3 separate regions of the Mus musculus genome follow, and all the other regions are linked to region 1. A link is a contact called in public Hi-C data. All regions are on one chromosome and are shown on one strand. The core of a region is the stretch at or near the end of the contact, and the rest is flanking DNA. Distances in the headings are between cores, read along the strand shown. Region 1 has its middle 49 kb from the start of 4930453N24Rik. Region 2 has its middle 94 kb from the start of Epha3. Region 3 has its middle 300 kb from the start of Epha3.

The links. Hi-C and Micro-C count contacts between places; a contact is called where the count stands out from the background.
Region 2: a contact with region 1 is called in a Hi-C map of cortical neurons, with 3 times the contacts expected there. The contact joins two enhancer-like sites. A contact is called at or near these places in 3 of 484 Hi-C or Micro-C datasets (cortical neurons, uterus and ventricular fibroblasts) and 1 of 115 datasets of contacts at active chromatin or transcription factors (embryonic fibroblasts).
Region 3: a contact with region 1 is called in a Hi-C map of cortical neurons, with 2.1 times the contacts expected there. The contact joins two enhancer-like sites. A contact is called at or near these places in 7 of 484 Hi-C or Micro-C datasets (cerebellar granule neurons, cerebellum, cerebral cortex and 3 more).

The regions. Positions count from the first base shown.
Region 1 is chr16:64,719,872-64,724,546 of GRCm38.p6, forward strand. No RefSeq gene overlaps it. Among named protein-coding and RNA genes, the nearest start is that of 4930453N24Rik, 49 kb to the right of the region's middle. Within about 2 kb of position 1,805, at least 4 of the 459 cell types and tissues checked have an H3K27ac peak or open chromatin away from gene starts, as enhancers often do. A contact at or near this core is called in cortical neurons, where this site is marked.
Region 2 is chr16:63,955,594-63,960,268 of GRCm38.p6, forward strand. No RefSeq gene overlaps it. Among named protein-coding and RNA genes, the nearest start is that of Epha3, 94 kb to the left of the region's middle. Within about 2 kb of position 2,723, at least 67 of the 459 cell types and tissues checked have an H3K27ac peak or open chromatin away from gene starts, as enhancers often do. A contact at or near this core is called in cortical neurons, where this site is marked.
Region 3 is chr16:64,165,075-64,169,749 of GRCm38.p6, forward strand. No RefSeq gene overlaps it. Among named protein-coding and RNA genes, the nearest start is that of Epha3, 300 kb to the left of the region's middle. Within about 2 kb of position 2,242, at least 8 of the 459 cell types and tissues checked have an H3K27ac peak or open chromatin away from gene starts, as enhancers often do. A contact at or near this core is called in cortical neurons, where this site is marked.

The DNA.
Region 1 (4,675 bases), core at 555-3,054:
CCAAACAATATTCTATGGAAATTACCCTTCTTTCTTCCACCTGATTCTGATATTTGGATGTCAACCTTGTTGTCATTATTAAGCACACGTGTTAAATATGGTCTTTTATAATAGCCTCTGAAAAAAAAACGATACAATTTCAAAAATCTTCATGTTTTACTCATGAAAGAATCATTGTATAAAGACTCTCCTATTGATGTTCCACTGTGTGACATCTTACTCTGCTGTGATTAAATATCAGCCTCTCTGAGTTTCGGTTTACTCCCCTTAAGATGAGGGACTAGCTTGGATAACCTTATGGTTTTTCCATATCTCTGAGCCTGTGTAAACTGAGCACCAGTCAAACTGCATGAAACCACTAATAATTCAAACAGAGTGGCCTTTTATTATAACCCAGATAGCTAAAAAGATTTCTGAGTCTTCTGAAGTTCAAACCATGAGTCATTACAGGAAGTCAAGTAGGAATCATTAAGCAAGCCAAATGGTGCACAATTGGTATAGGGGAAAAAAGACAAAATACAGGCAAGGCAAAAACATAAACCACTTATAATCTTGACACCCAGATAGTCTCATCCTTAAGATGTTAATTGGCAGAAATGAAGACAAAGAAGTAGAAGAGTAATGGGGAAATACAGATGGTAAGGATGGTAAAACTGGCACAGATGTGGACGGAGATATGGTACCTGCAGGCAAAGTGATGCAAGGAGATGCACAGTTGACATATCATTTTTAAACAATATTTTAGATTATTTAGATATTTTAAAAGCATCACAATTATTTCGACATACCCCACCTATGCGTATGAATATATATTGATTTTTCTAAATGTCATAAAATCTGATGGCTACTTCTTTAAAGTTACTATTGTATGCATGGGGGGGGGATGAGTTGAGGTGGGGCATCATTTTGGAGGTCAGAGGACAACTTTGAACTATCAGGTCTCTCCTTCCATCTTTTAGATGCAATGTCTCTCTTGCTTCTGCCACTGGGCTGCATGCTCAGGATAGATGCTCTATACATTTCTGAGCAATTCTCTCATGTCACCACAGAAGTGCTAGGATTGTAGATGTATACCACAACCTCAGCATTTTTATATGGGTCCTGGAGATTGAACTCAGGTCATAAAGTTCACACAGAGCATGCTTTTTCTCATTAAGCTGTCTCGACGACCCCCAGAGCTATATTTTATATATCTATAATTAAGTAAACTTATCAAAAATAAAAAGTAGAATATGAAGTCTATACAAATTTTTAAAACTTTTATTTTTTAGGAAGGTTATCTCTCTGTGTAGTCCTGGCTCACCTTCACTTACTATGTAGAACCAGTTTGGCCTCCAGCCCAGAGATCTGCAGGTCTTCTTCTTTCCAGCCCTAAGATTAAGTAAGTAATGATAGCACGGCAAGCAGGGGATTTAAACATACAGAGCCTGCTCCCTCTAGGTGAGGTCTTAGCAGGTCTCTCATCCTGCTAGGCAGAAAGGATCACTCCTTCATTTTTTGACACTCGCATGTGCTCTTAAGCATCCCTGATCAGGGCATTGAAGGTAGGAAACAAGAGAAATCCCCATTCCTCTCTCTCTCTCTCTCTCTCTCTCTCTCTCTCTCTCTCTCTCTCGCTCTCTTTCTGCCCTTCAAAGATTACCTAAGCCCTAGACCCTATTTCTTTTGAGGCAAACACCAAGCAACCAATATTCCTTATTAAAACATCTGAGCCTTGAGTGGTAAACTCTTGTCCTGTGAGTAGAGTCATGTTAACTTTGCCGTCGCTAGATTGCCCAGGCAGCAGCAGGAAAACATGCCCGTCACTATTCACAGGAGGACGTATGTAATTTGGAAGTATATTCACGCAGGCCACCAGATCTGTCTGGGAAAAGATTCAAAAGGATGCCTTTTTCCCTGAAAGCCCAGAATAGAAGCAGCATTTTATAGGAGCAAGTCACTCTGTGAAAAAGATAAAAAAGAACAGAGATGGAGAAAGCCAGCTCTGACAATGAGAGAGATGTGAGAGCAATACCTGTGTGTGCTATCCATGGCAGGGAGGGGTTGAGGAGGTTGACTAGCTGTGATAGAATGGGATGGATTATTTTAAGAACTTTGCTTCTCTCACACAGAAATCACCAGATCCAGAAGGGAGGGGCTGGTGATCCTGAGAGGGTTGGGAGCCTTGGGGAAGTCACAGTGAGAAAAGGAAACTGCAGTGACCAACACATCCCAAAACAGAAGCAAAATCTGGGACTCACCGATACACCTACAAAGGCCATATAGTCGATTCCTGTCCTATAGCCTAATCCACTATAGAAAGTTTTCTCATTAATTGGGGATGAAAACTGCAGGTCCTCCTTATAGGATGCAGGCTGTACACTGCCATAGACTTCAAATCTATGCTTCTTTTATATCTGTGTAGTAACTCTAAATACAGACCTGCACTGAAAGTAAAGAAGCTGGGAATTGGCTTGTAGGAATGCCTTACAGAAAAGAGGCTGTTCTAGATTTTCTGGGGCACGGTTGGGATGCATTCTAAGGACTAACACAAAGGTCTTTAATGTCACTTATTATTGTTCTCTATAAAAGCAAATAGCAGTTCAACCTGCCTCAGAGAAGTCTGCAGGTAGGGTAGGTAGTCTCAAGGCAATAGCAAAACACCATGCTGAGCTGAGGACTTGGTGCAGTTGATGAACTGCTTGCCCTCCAAGCATGAGGACCTGAGTTTAAGCCCCAGCATCTATGTAAAAAGCCAGTTGTCAAGCTTGTGATTCTAGTGCTAATGTGATGGAGTCAAACAGGTCCACAGGCTGAGTGACCAGACTGCCTAACCTTCTTCTTTTTTTTTTTTCAACGAAAATATAACTTTTTTATTGTATATTTTCTTTATTTACATTTCAAATGGTATCCCCTTTCCTAGTCCCCATCCCCAGAAATCCCCTATCCTATCCCTCCCTCCCCCTGCTTCTATGAGGGTGTTCCCCCACCCAACCACTCCCACCTTCCCTCCCTCAAATTCCCCTACACTGGGGATCGGGCGTTAACCCCAGAACAGCAAGAGACTCTGACTCCAAAGAAATGTGGATGACTCTTGAAGAGCATCACCAAGAGTTGTCCTCTGATCTTCTATTTACACATCACACACGAGAGAGAGACAGAGAGAGACAGAGAGAGACAGAGAGAGAAGAGAAGAGAGGAGAAGAGAAGAGAAGAGAGGAGAGGAGAGGAGAGGAGAGGAGAGGAGAGGAGAGGAGAGGAGAGGAGAGGAGAGGAGAGGAGAGGAGAGGAGAGGAGAGGAGAGGAGAGGAGAGGAGAGGAGAAGAGAAGAGAAGAGAAGAGAAGAGAAGAGAAGAGAAGAGAAGAGAAGAGAAGAGAAGAGAAGAGAAGAGAAGAGAAGAGAAGAGAAGAGAAAGAGGAAGAGAGAGAGAGAACCCTAATGTCTTTCCATATCTCTCTCTTCCCACTGGCCAAAAATGACTGCTGTAGTTCTAGGGGATGGTGTATCCTGGTATTCAAAGACAGAAAAGGTCAGGGTTCATTCCTTTTTGCTTTTTATGACCGATGTAACAATCTCCCTGAAACTGCCTGGACCAGTTTAGAACTACATAAATCATAAAGTAGGTTCAATATAGAATATTTAACATGGGATATACTAACTATAATAAAAATAGTCATAAGATACAGATAAGCAAAGGAAGCCAGATGTGGTTGGAAAGACTTTTTTCCAGAGACAGAATAGCAAATATTTGTGTTTAAGTCCCCTCTGAGCCATACTGATTTGGAGTTTATGGGAAAAGCTAGTTCCACACTTGCTGATCCATTGCCAGGCAAAGGCACTCAGGTGTATGGGTGGTCAGTAGAAGCGGCTAACAGCAGAAGCCGCTCTGTGCAATTCCACCACCACCCTGTCCCTGCCACACAGGCAGCTGTCCAGGCCAGGGCTGCACAGGCCAAGGCAGATCCTGTTCTGGGCTTGTGGCTAAGACAGGTTCCACCTCCTGTCTCCACAGTCACCCTGCAGATCCGCAGTTCTGGCTGCCCTAGCCAGAAGCCTCCTTCTCCAGCAGTGACTTTCTAGTGCCCTCTACTGAGCAGTTTTAACATCAACCTCATTGTCAAGAACTGTTTGCAGGAACTCTGGCTTGATCCTTGATCATAGAAGCAACCCAGAGCCAGAGGAGTTTCTCTCATTTAGCATTGGCCAGAGTATGATATACACATGCTTATGGCAATAACAAGTGTATCCTAGGTACACACCCAAAGGAATATGCCAGCATACTGTAGAGATGCTGGCACACCCATGTTTATAGCAACACCATTTACAATAGCCAAAACATACAACCCACCCTAGAGTCCCATAAATTAGCAGATAATGAAACACAGACACACACACACACACACACACACAGTCGAGTTCTATTTCAGCCAGAAAAAGCTATAAGGTGCCATAAGGAAAATGGATGTCAAGAGAGATCTTTGTGCTATCTGACATAACCCACACTTAGAAACACAAAACACGTTTTCTCAGCCCTGAAGACATGTACCTGCATGCCTGCATTGGATGGCCTCATCTTCATCTGCACTTCTCTGATTTCTTCACAGGATAAATTCACATTTTCATACACACACAGACACACACACATCATACCATATCCCCTATGCAAAGTGAGTTTCATCAGCAGTGTATTTGATA
Region 2 (4,675 bases), core at 1,473-3,972, 760 kb before region 1:
TCCCACATAGTTTCTCTGATCCCTTCCTCTTCTCTAACAGAGACCTCCAATTTCACATCTTCCTTAAAAATGTTGATCTCTGCTTATACACACATTGCTGAAAATCACATGATACTGTTATTACTACAAATATTCATACATACTAAAACACATATATAATATATGCTAAACTCACATTTATATGCAGCTATAATGATTCTATATTTTGTCAAATGTGAATATTGTCATGATAAAAATATAGTTTATAATGTATTCTCACTTTGAATAGTAGGGGTATACACTTAAGAGTGGTATAGCTAGATCACTTGGTACTTCTAGTTTTGACTATTTTTAGGACTATTTTCATTGTAATTGTGCTAATTTGTTTTCCTAATAGTAGTGTATAAAATTTCTTTTCTCTGGCTCTTTTCTAGTTTTCATTTGGTTGGTTGGTTTGTTTGATTGATTTTGTTGTTGTTGTACTTGTTTTATTGATAAAAATAACTGTTATGGCTGGGTTGTGATGGAATCTCACTATAGTTTTGATTTATAATTTTTGCTCATGGCTAAAAATAATAAACATGTTTTATGTATTTATTGGCTATATTCCCTTAATCTTTTGAAGTGTTTGTTCATTTCACTTGCCCATTTACTGATCAAATCATGTCTCATTTTGGTGTTAAATGTTTTGAATTACTTATGTATTCTGGATTCACTGTTGGATGAATAAACACCAAACGTTTTCTCCACTCATAGGATGTTTCCAATACAACAATCATTTCTTTTGCTGTGAAGAAAGGACAATAAATTGTATCTCAGACCTGTAGTAATGAAAACAACAAGGTGCTGGGACCAAAACAAATGTATATACCAGTGAAATAGAATAAAAGATCCAGAAATAATCTCATACAGCCACAGTCATTTGATTCTAAACCAAGAGGTCAAAAGGCCACAATACTAAAAAATCAGTATCAACAAATGCTGTCTGGAAAGCTGGGAGCTACACACAGGGCATTCGTATAGAAACCCTGTCTGTGACTGTACAAAATTCAAGTGAGAATGCATGGTAATACTCAATCTAAGAACTAGAATTTTGACCCCAGTAGAGGGAAGCACAGGTGGGATGCTTTCAGGTCTAAGTCTGAATAGGAGTGGCAGAGCTGACTGCCTTAGATAAGCCTCTTCTCACTATATCACAAACAACCACAGGCACCAACATACTGAGTTTCATTACGACTTTCAAATTTCTGTTTACTTGTGAGACCCTACATTGTGGGTTATTATTTGTCATCACGTGTCCCTCATCTAGAAACTCTTAACATTCTTTTAATCATACTCAGAAGCACTTGGTAGCATTTTGATAACATTACTTTTTCCTTCAAAAATATTAACACCATTTCTTCTAGAAAAAAATGTTAAGTAAGTTATTCGTAATATGTTTTCTTATTTCATTGTTTTTGTATGTGTGGGGTTTGTGTGTATGTGTGCATGAGTATGTGCATATGTGTATAAATCAGAGATTAAGCTCAAGATTCACCCACCTATTTTTTTTCTTGATTGTTTGTTTGTTTGTATGTTTGGTTGGGTTTGGGGTTTTGGTTGGTTGGTTGGTTGGTTGGTTGGTTGGCTGGTTGGTTGGTTGGTTGGTTGGCTGGCTGGTTGGTTGGCTGGCTGGTTGGCTGGTTGGTTGGCTGGTTGATTGGGTTTTTGTTTTGTTTTGTTTTTTGTTTGTTTGTTTGTTTTAATTTGAGATGGGATCTCTCAGTGGGACCTGGGGTCGTGGACTACTCAATAAAGGAATTTCAGGGATCCTTCTATCTCTACCTCTCCAGCATTGGGGTTACGGCATAGTCCTTTGTGTGTAGGTACTGATGACAAAATGCAGGTACCCTTACTTGTACAGCAATCATTTGAATGAGCTATTGTCCCAGACTATCCTTTTATTACTTTTTCAGAAACATAATGGGTTTTCATTTTATTTTTTCATCCTAGCTACATATCTGATCATGAAGTTGAAATTGAATTTTTCATCATATGTTAAAACAGCCCTATTTTATTGTTTGTCTATTACATTTTCTTGTATTTTGTGTGCATTTGTTTGTGGGAGGGCGAGGATGAGAGGAGGCACACACATGCCACGGTGCTAGTGCAGAAAACTACTTAACATTCAAATTTCTCCTTCAACCTTTTAGAAACTAGAGACTGTACTTAGGTTCTCAGACTGGACTTTACCTGCTGATCCATCTCACAAGCCTCTATAGGACAGTCTTAAAATCACCACAGAATACACATATCATATTTTTTAAAAAACTGAACTATATTCAAGGATATCAAACTACTCTACACTATATTTTGTTACATTTTCTGTTAGGTTTACATTGCATTAAAGGAAAAATGCATTTGTTTCATTGTCTTTAAAAGTACTTTTATGTTTTTATGATGATTTTTCTAAGCTATGAACAATAACACAGCTTCAATTGTTAAGCTCTTCTTCTGATATATTTTTTTAGCAGCTATTCAGAATTCTTACCAGATAAAACATCTCTAAAAATATAAAAGGAATAAGATGCTAATTCACATGGATTCATTTTCAATCAGAACAATTTATTGGAGAATTCCTGACATGGCATCAGGACAGAACGGAGGACTCATTGTTATGCTTCAGGACATGGGCTGTAGGAGAGCTCTCTGTGCTATTCTTTCCCTGCTCTCCCACCCTGGCAGCATCCAAACTCAGTGGTGTAATCCTGCCGATGACTAACTTCCATTGTGCAAAGAACTTAATTACATACTGTGGTTCAGTTCCTACTTTGCCAGGCAGTCGCTCAGCCATAAAAGAATGCTGTAGAAAGTAAGTGGGGAAACGCAAACGAAATTGAAAGCACATGATCGTAGTCAGGAGGCAAATAAGTACTTTTCAAAGAAAAGCCAGAATTCTTTAACTGGGAGCTGGATCACACTCCTAAAACAAAGAGGAGCTGGCATCCAAGGGGAAATATTTTGTAATTTCACTGAGTGAGCAACATTGTAACATTACTTGAGCTATTTTTACTGTTTTGATGACTGGTCAATTGGTGAAAATCATCGAGAAAACTGAAAAGGTTTTTAAAACCATAAATTTTTGAAAATGAATAATGATGCTTTTTAGAGGAATGCTCAGTGTATCTTTTATGGGGAGATAATTGATTTAATCTTTGATTTATAATTATAAGTAACAGGGAACAGGGAAGATAGATCCTATGACAGTGTATGAAGCAGTGTATGAAGCTGGGTAGGTTGAAGTTTGGGGGTAACTTTCTGCAACATACAGAAGCCCCGAGTCTGGTTTATAATATCAAGACACGATCTTTGAAATATTAATAGCTCTGTCTGTGAGAGCACTGATTTAAAGCATGTATCTATAAATAAAAAATGTTTAGTTTCACTAATGGTGTTGAAGCCCAACCTACACTTCCCAGGTAACAAAGACCTACCTAGAGGTAGCAATGCAATGTACCTCAAAATTAATTGACACTCACTCGTTTGTTTTAGCAAATATATACGTTTGTGTGTGTGTGTAAAATGTATGTCAGCACAATTCTATTTCAGATGCTAATCCCTGCATATTTTAAACCACTGAAGTTACTTTAAACACTGTTCTAATTGCATTTTTATAGTTTATTTTTAAATAAGCTCTATTATGTTAAAACGAAAGAGAGAAACTGAATTGCATGTTTTTCGAACTGTCACATGGTCTGATGACTGTAATATACTATGAGAGGGACAAACATGACATGACACACTAACAGTGTAAGACAAGGGCAGAGGACATTGGGAAGACACTGTCATGTCAGTCAAATCTGCCTGGGCTTGAGTTCCAGCTCCTGCTCCTGCTTGAGTGGACTTCTGGCTGTAGCTCCTCTCAGTGTTCCCTCTGATGTGTGAACCTACGAAGATCATCTATTTTTTCATATTTGGTAAAAATGGGACAAAACAATGGCATACACGGGATTGAGTAATTTAAATTAATGAGGAGTAACTCCCATAACTGTAGAGATTTTCACTGAGATACATCAATTAGAATGATAAAGGTATCACACTTAAGGGCTTTGATTTTTTTAAATTGTATTTTTAGTGTGTGTGTGTGTGTGTGTGTGTGTGTGTGTGTGTGTGTGTGTGTGTAGGAGTAAACTTGCAGGATTTGATTCTCTCCTTCTTTCATGTGAGTAGTGAGAATTGAATTTTTACAAAAAGTACTTTGACCTGATAGGCTGCCTTATCTCTCTTTAAGAACTTAAAAAGAATGAATACATAAAAAAGAATCAGGACTGGAGAAATACTCCATAATTGATGGCACTTCATGTTCTCCCAGAGTTTCGACACCCAAATCATGTGGCTTAAAACTGCCTATGAATCTAGCTCAACAAATCTGATGTGTTCTTCGGACCTCTTCAGCAACCTACCAACATACAGGGCACGCACAAACACACACACACCCACACACATACACACTCACACAAAGAGTGTGAGGGGAGACACAGAGAGAAAGATCATACTTACAAGATAACATAATTCATGGTAGACTTATGAAAATCAAAAATAACAATATTTATTTAAATCTACCTCTCCTCTTAGACATACAGTGAAGCAGCAATAGAAAATGTCTCTTAATATGCCAATATTATCCTTGAAGGAATTTTACAAAAGGATACAAAAC
Region 3 (4,675 bases), core at 992-3,491, 550 kb before region 1:
GACACATAGCATGGATTTGAAAAGTAATTAATTTCTCGTTGCTGCTGGAATTTCATAACAACACCTAAAATACCCACAGTCTTCTGTGGGATTAGCTATGGTTGCTAGTCATGTCCTGTCGTCTTATGCAACAAGTTCTGAGGACTACACCTATGGGCAGGCCACCTTTTAACATCCAGTAGCAAGCAGATACATGAGAAAGATGCTCTGAAATTTTATGATGAAATCTCAATCCTAGGACATTAGATTCAAATATTGATGCATTTAAATAATTAAAATATGAAAACTATTATTATTACAAATAAGTCTAATCACTGAAGCAATTTTAAAAGATAGGAAAAGAAAATCTGTTTTTACTTTTTTGGGATGAAGTGTTTGTGCAACCTACTGTAATTGTATCTGCAACTGAATGATATATACACTGAAATTAATAATTAATCATATCATAAAATATTCTAAATTTTCTACCAGAAAGAATGAATGTCTACCGAGGATATGATATAATGACAAAATTAACTACTAGAGACTATTTATTTAAATATCTGCATAAAATATCTATGCATACCATATATTAACACATTAATAAAGAATCTGTTCCTAAATATATAATGTCTAAGATTATTCAAGATATTTTCTAAACTGTACAGAGATGAAGCATACACAACCAAAGGTCTGACGCTTGCCTTTACTACAGCATTGTTGACACCTAAATTTAATAGTAAAGGTGACTTGGTAGCAGGGACATTTAGTTTGCTATCACAGTTATAGACTCTAGTATTTAATATGCTAAATATCTAAAGGATCTGACTTGCATAGAAATGGAATGAGTGCAAGAGCAGGAGAAAAAGCATAGAAGATGAGCATAGAATGACTGTATCTACAGACCATTATGTGTTACAATAATCTCTCTTTTAAAACAAATCAATCAACTCCCTTTTATGGTCCATCAAATTTTAAGTCACAATGGGGCAAGTGAACACCTGCTTACTTATGCTTTTGGTCACAGATACAGAATTTCACTGGATTGAGACAGGAATAAAATAAAATCGATATCCTCCTTTAAATCCAACTGGGACTTTCAGCTTTGTCACAAAACAAGCATAACGTTTGGCAAAGATTGGAGTCTTCCAGTGAAGACAGGTCCAAGTTGGCATGGAATCACCTTGACAGCCTCCCAGAGCAGCAAGCCCTGTAAGCTTTGATAGGTTCCTTTGGCTAAATTTAACTTTCCTTCCCTACAATGAATGAGTTGTTCCTGGAGAGAATAGTCTCAGGCTTGACTGGGGGGTGGGGTGGATCTATCAGATTATGAGTTATAAAGGATACTCAGGTAGGCCAACAGCACCTTTCAAGGAAGAAATATATGCTATAAGTGATATAAAATATTCCTGAAAACATGAAAGAAGCCATTGACTCTGCTTCATTCTCTCCCAGTGCCTTGTTCTTTCCATTTTCCTTGGTGCCGTTGAGCCTAAGACAGGTGTAGGACGGACAGAAACCAATGTTTTCTTTCAACATCATCATATCCTGTATCGAAGGCTAGTCTCAATGTTAGATTTTTAACCTTAGAAAAGGCTCCTTTTTTGCAATTTCTATATCTTCATGAAGCAAACTGCAAATGTGATAAAATAGTTGAATTGTTGGCAAACAGTGACAGAAACAGTCTGAGTCATACTCACAGCTTGAACTTTGAAGTCAAGGATGTTCTTATCTTTAGGGTCACGACTTGCCTGGGGGCGTAGGGGCGTATCTTTTCCCACGTCATTCAAAACATGTTGGCAAAACCTTGATGAGACGCTGTGGCATACATGTGGTTATTTTCAGAACGGCTTCGGCTCACTGTAGACTGAGCCAAGCTGTCAAGCAGCATCAGAAAGTTACTTAAAGGAAAGAGTATTTCAGTAAATTAAATATCAATGGAAAGGGGCTGTTAATCTCCCTCCGCCTCTGGTCAGGCATTCACTTAATTTCAGCTTTATTTACTTAAATTCTCAGCCCCTTCTTCTTTATTAGATACCAGAAACAAAGAAGCTGATTACTCTGCCAGAATTCTGCACCACATAGTGTAAATTGCTCCTTTTTTTCTTGCTTTTTTCTTTCTTTTTTTTCTGGACAAGCTTGGTTCATTATGTGTTCCCAGCCTTAATATCTTTAAACAGTCTTTACAGATGGATCCTTTCCCAGGCTGCATTCCTCTATCTGTGCAGTATAAAAACACTACCCTGCTAGTTGAAAGCTCTGGAATTCTAAAGCAAAAAGTCTTTGAGCTTTAGGAGCTGGGATCTTTCATTTCAGTCTTGGGAATGCATTATTCAGAGAATGGAGGAAGCATGTGTTCTTAGCTGTTCATTTGACAGTTCAAGGAATTAACCACCTCCAGAAAGTAAGGAAATTGTATTCAAACTCACACTGCTAATCAGTAAGTGACTTCATATTAGGAATTAGGGCTCCTCATATTACGATGAACATAATATGCAAAAGTTCCCAAGCTGTTCTTGTTCTTTTCCTCTCTTTCACATAAAGAGATAGAAGAGTACCCTAAATTTTCCCCCCTCTGAGGCCATATGCAAAATTCTCTGCTAAGAAAGAAACTGCTAAGGGATGAGACATTTGTAGTCATATGGTTTTCACGTCTTTCACATGGTAATTGGGACATTCAACTTACATTTTACACTTTCACAAGAAAAAGAAATATAAAGAAAGAAGATTCAAAAGAAAAAAAGAAGGAAAAATGAAACCATTGTTTTGTATTATTAAAATTTATTCATCACGAAAGTCACAATTGAAAATTTGTAAATTGTGAAAAATTAAGTTTGTTTAAAGGGTAGAAAGTGCATTCTATCATACCTTTTCATTATATAAAATATATTTCCAAAAGATGAACATTTCATTTTAAGTATAAAATACTGTAACAATTGTGCTTATTAAATTCACTTTTTGTTTTCTGGCAGAGAGTGCATCAAATATAATTTTACATGCACTGATACTTTTCTTCATTTGCTTTAAAATATTTCTTTATTGTTTTCCTTTTATTGAAATAGCTTGTTTTTCACACAGTATATTCTGATTATAGTTTCCCCTTCCTCAGTTCCTCTATGATTCTCCCTATTTCTCCTTACATCCAAAATGACACTCTTTCCTTCTCTCATTAGAAAACAAACAAGCACATAAAGAATAAAATAAAACAAAACATAGCAAGTAAGAATAAAACAAAAGAAACAAACAGAAGAACAAGAGCCAGAAAAAGAAACCACCGGAAAAATCTCTTTTTATTATTTTTGAAAATATTGTACATAAGTACAATTCCTATTCATTATATCCAACCCTTCCACTTACAATTTCTTGTTCTTGTTCCCACCCCACTTCTCAAATTAACATCCTTTTTCTATATGTATTCTTCTTACATTAACTATTCTTATCTTCTATGCCAGGGCAATTGGGGCAAACAAATCCATCTAGAATTTGCATATTTAAAAATTTTTAATTTTTATTAATTGTTTGAATATTAGGCAAAAGTTAAAAATATTCCTTTTCTGAAATACTTGGTACCAGAGTGGTCTACAATACAGATTTATTTTATTAGAATATGTGAATCTAGCTAAAAAGATATCTTGATGATGATGGTTTGGATCTAAGTTCAAACATGAAATCCATCTGTACCTTGAACCTCTAACCTTAAGGTAATGCTGTGCAATAGCTCTGCTCACAAGCATTTTAATCGCAAACATTCATATGAAGTCTGGTACAGAATTTTTACAGTAATGTCATATCAGTGTGTCCAGAAGATTCAGGTTTCAGACTTTGGAATTAGAGGTGTGTATCCTTTACCATTAGTCATGCAATAATTGCCTTCTTTCCTACATAATCCATATCATGGACAATGTGAAAAGCTTGAGTTTCGGAGCCAAAGAACCAAAACCTAAAAGGTTTCATACAGTGCAAATAAGCAAACTGGATGCAACTACACTGTGGACACAGAAAGTCAGTTGTGTAGATTGGCAAATACTGTGCAGATCATTGTGTTACAGTTCAGTTGCAAGATTTCAAACACTGGGCCCCACTTTCTCTTCTCTATTACTGTACCATTGATGTCTTGTCTTTGTACTCTTCATCTCCTTTGCTTAAATCTTTATAACTCATCCTCAACCTACCTGAAAAATATTCTGCTTCTCAATTTATCTTTATTTTAGACATCTTCTTAGACTATGATCAATCATCAACTTGCTATTTGATTGTGTTTTGCAATGTTGTCAGAGGATCATCTTAACAGTCTAGGCTAGGGGTTCGTTCCACAAACAGTAGTAGGTTCAGTGGTAAGAAACAAACTAAGCTAAATAGAAAAGCATTAGCAATGCAGGAAGGGCAAGTTAAAACTGTTCTAGGCTTTCATCTTACCAAACAACTGACAGCAAACGTTCGTGGGGATACAGGGAGATTAGAAATATTATTATCCAGTTCTGTTCATGCATAAACAAAAAATGTAATCATTGTATTTTCAGAGAAGTGGATAGGTCCATAGACAAGCAAAACTCCCATACCTTATCACAGACACTTCTTTTAGCAAAAGAGAGAAAGTGACACAGCTGGTCAAAAGAGAAAGACTAAGTGTCCTTGTAATGCTCCTCCCAGATGGAAAAATTATAACACAATCTCTATACTTGAGGTTCAGCGAATA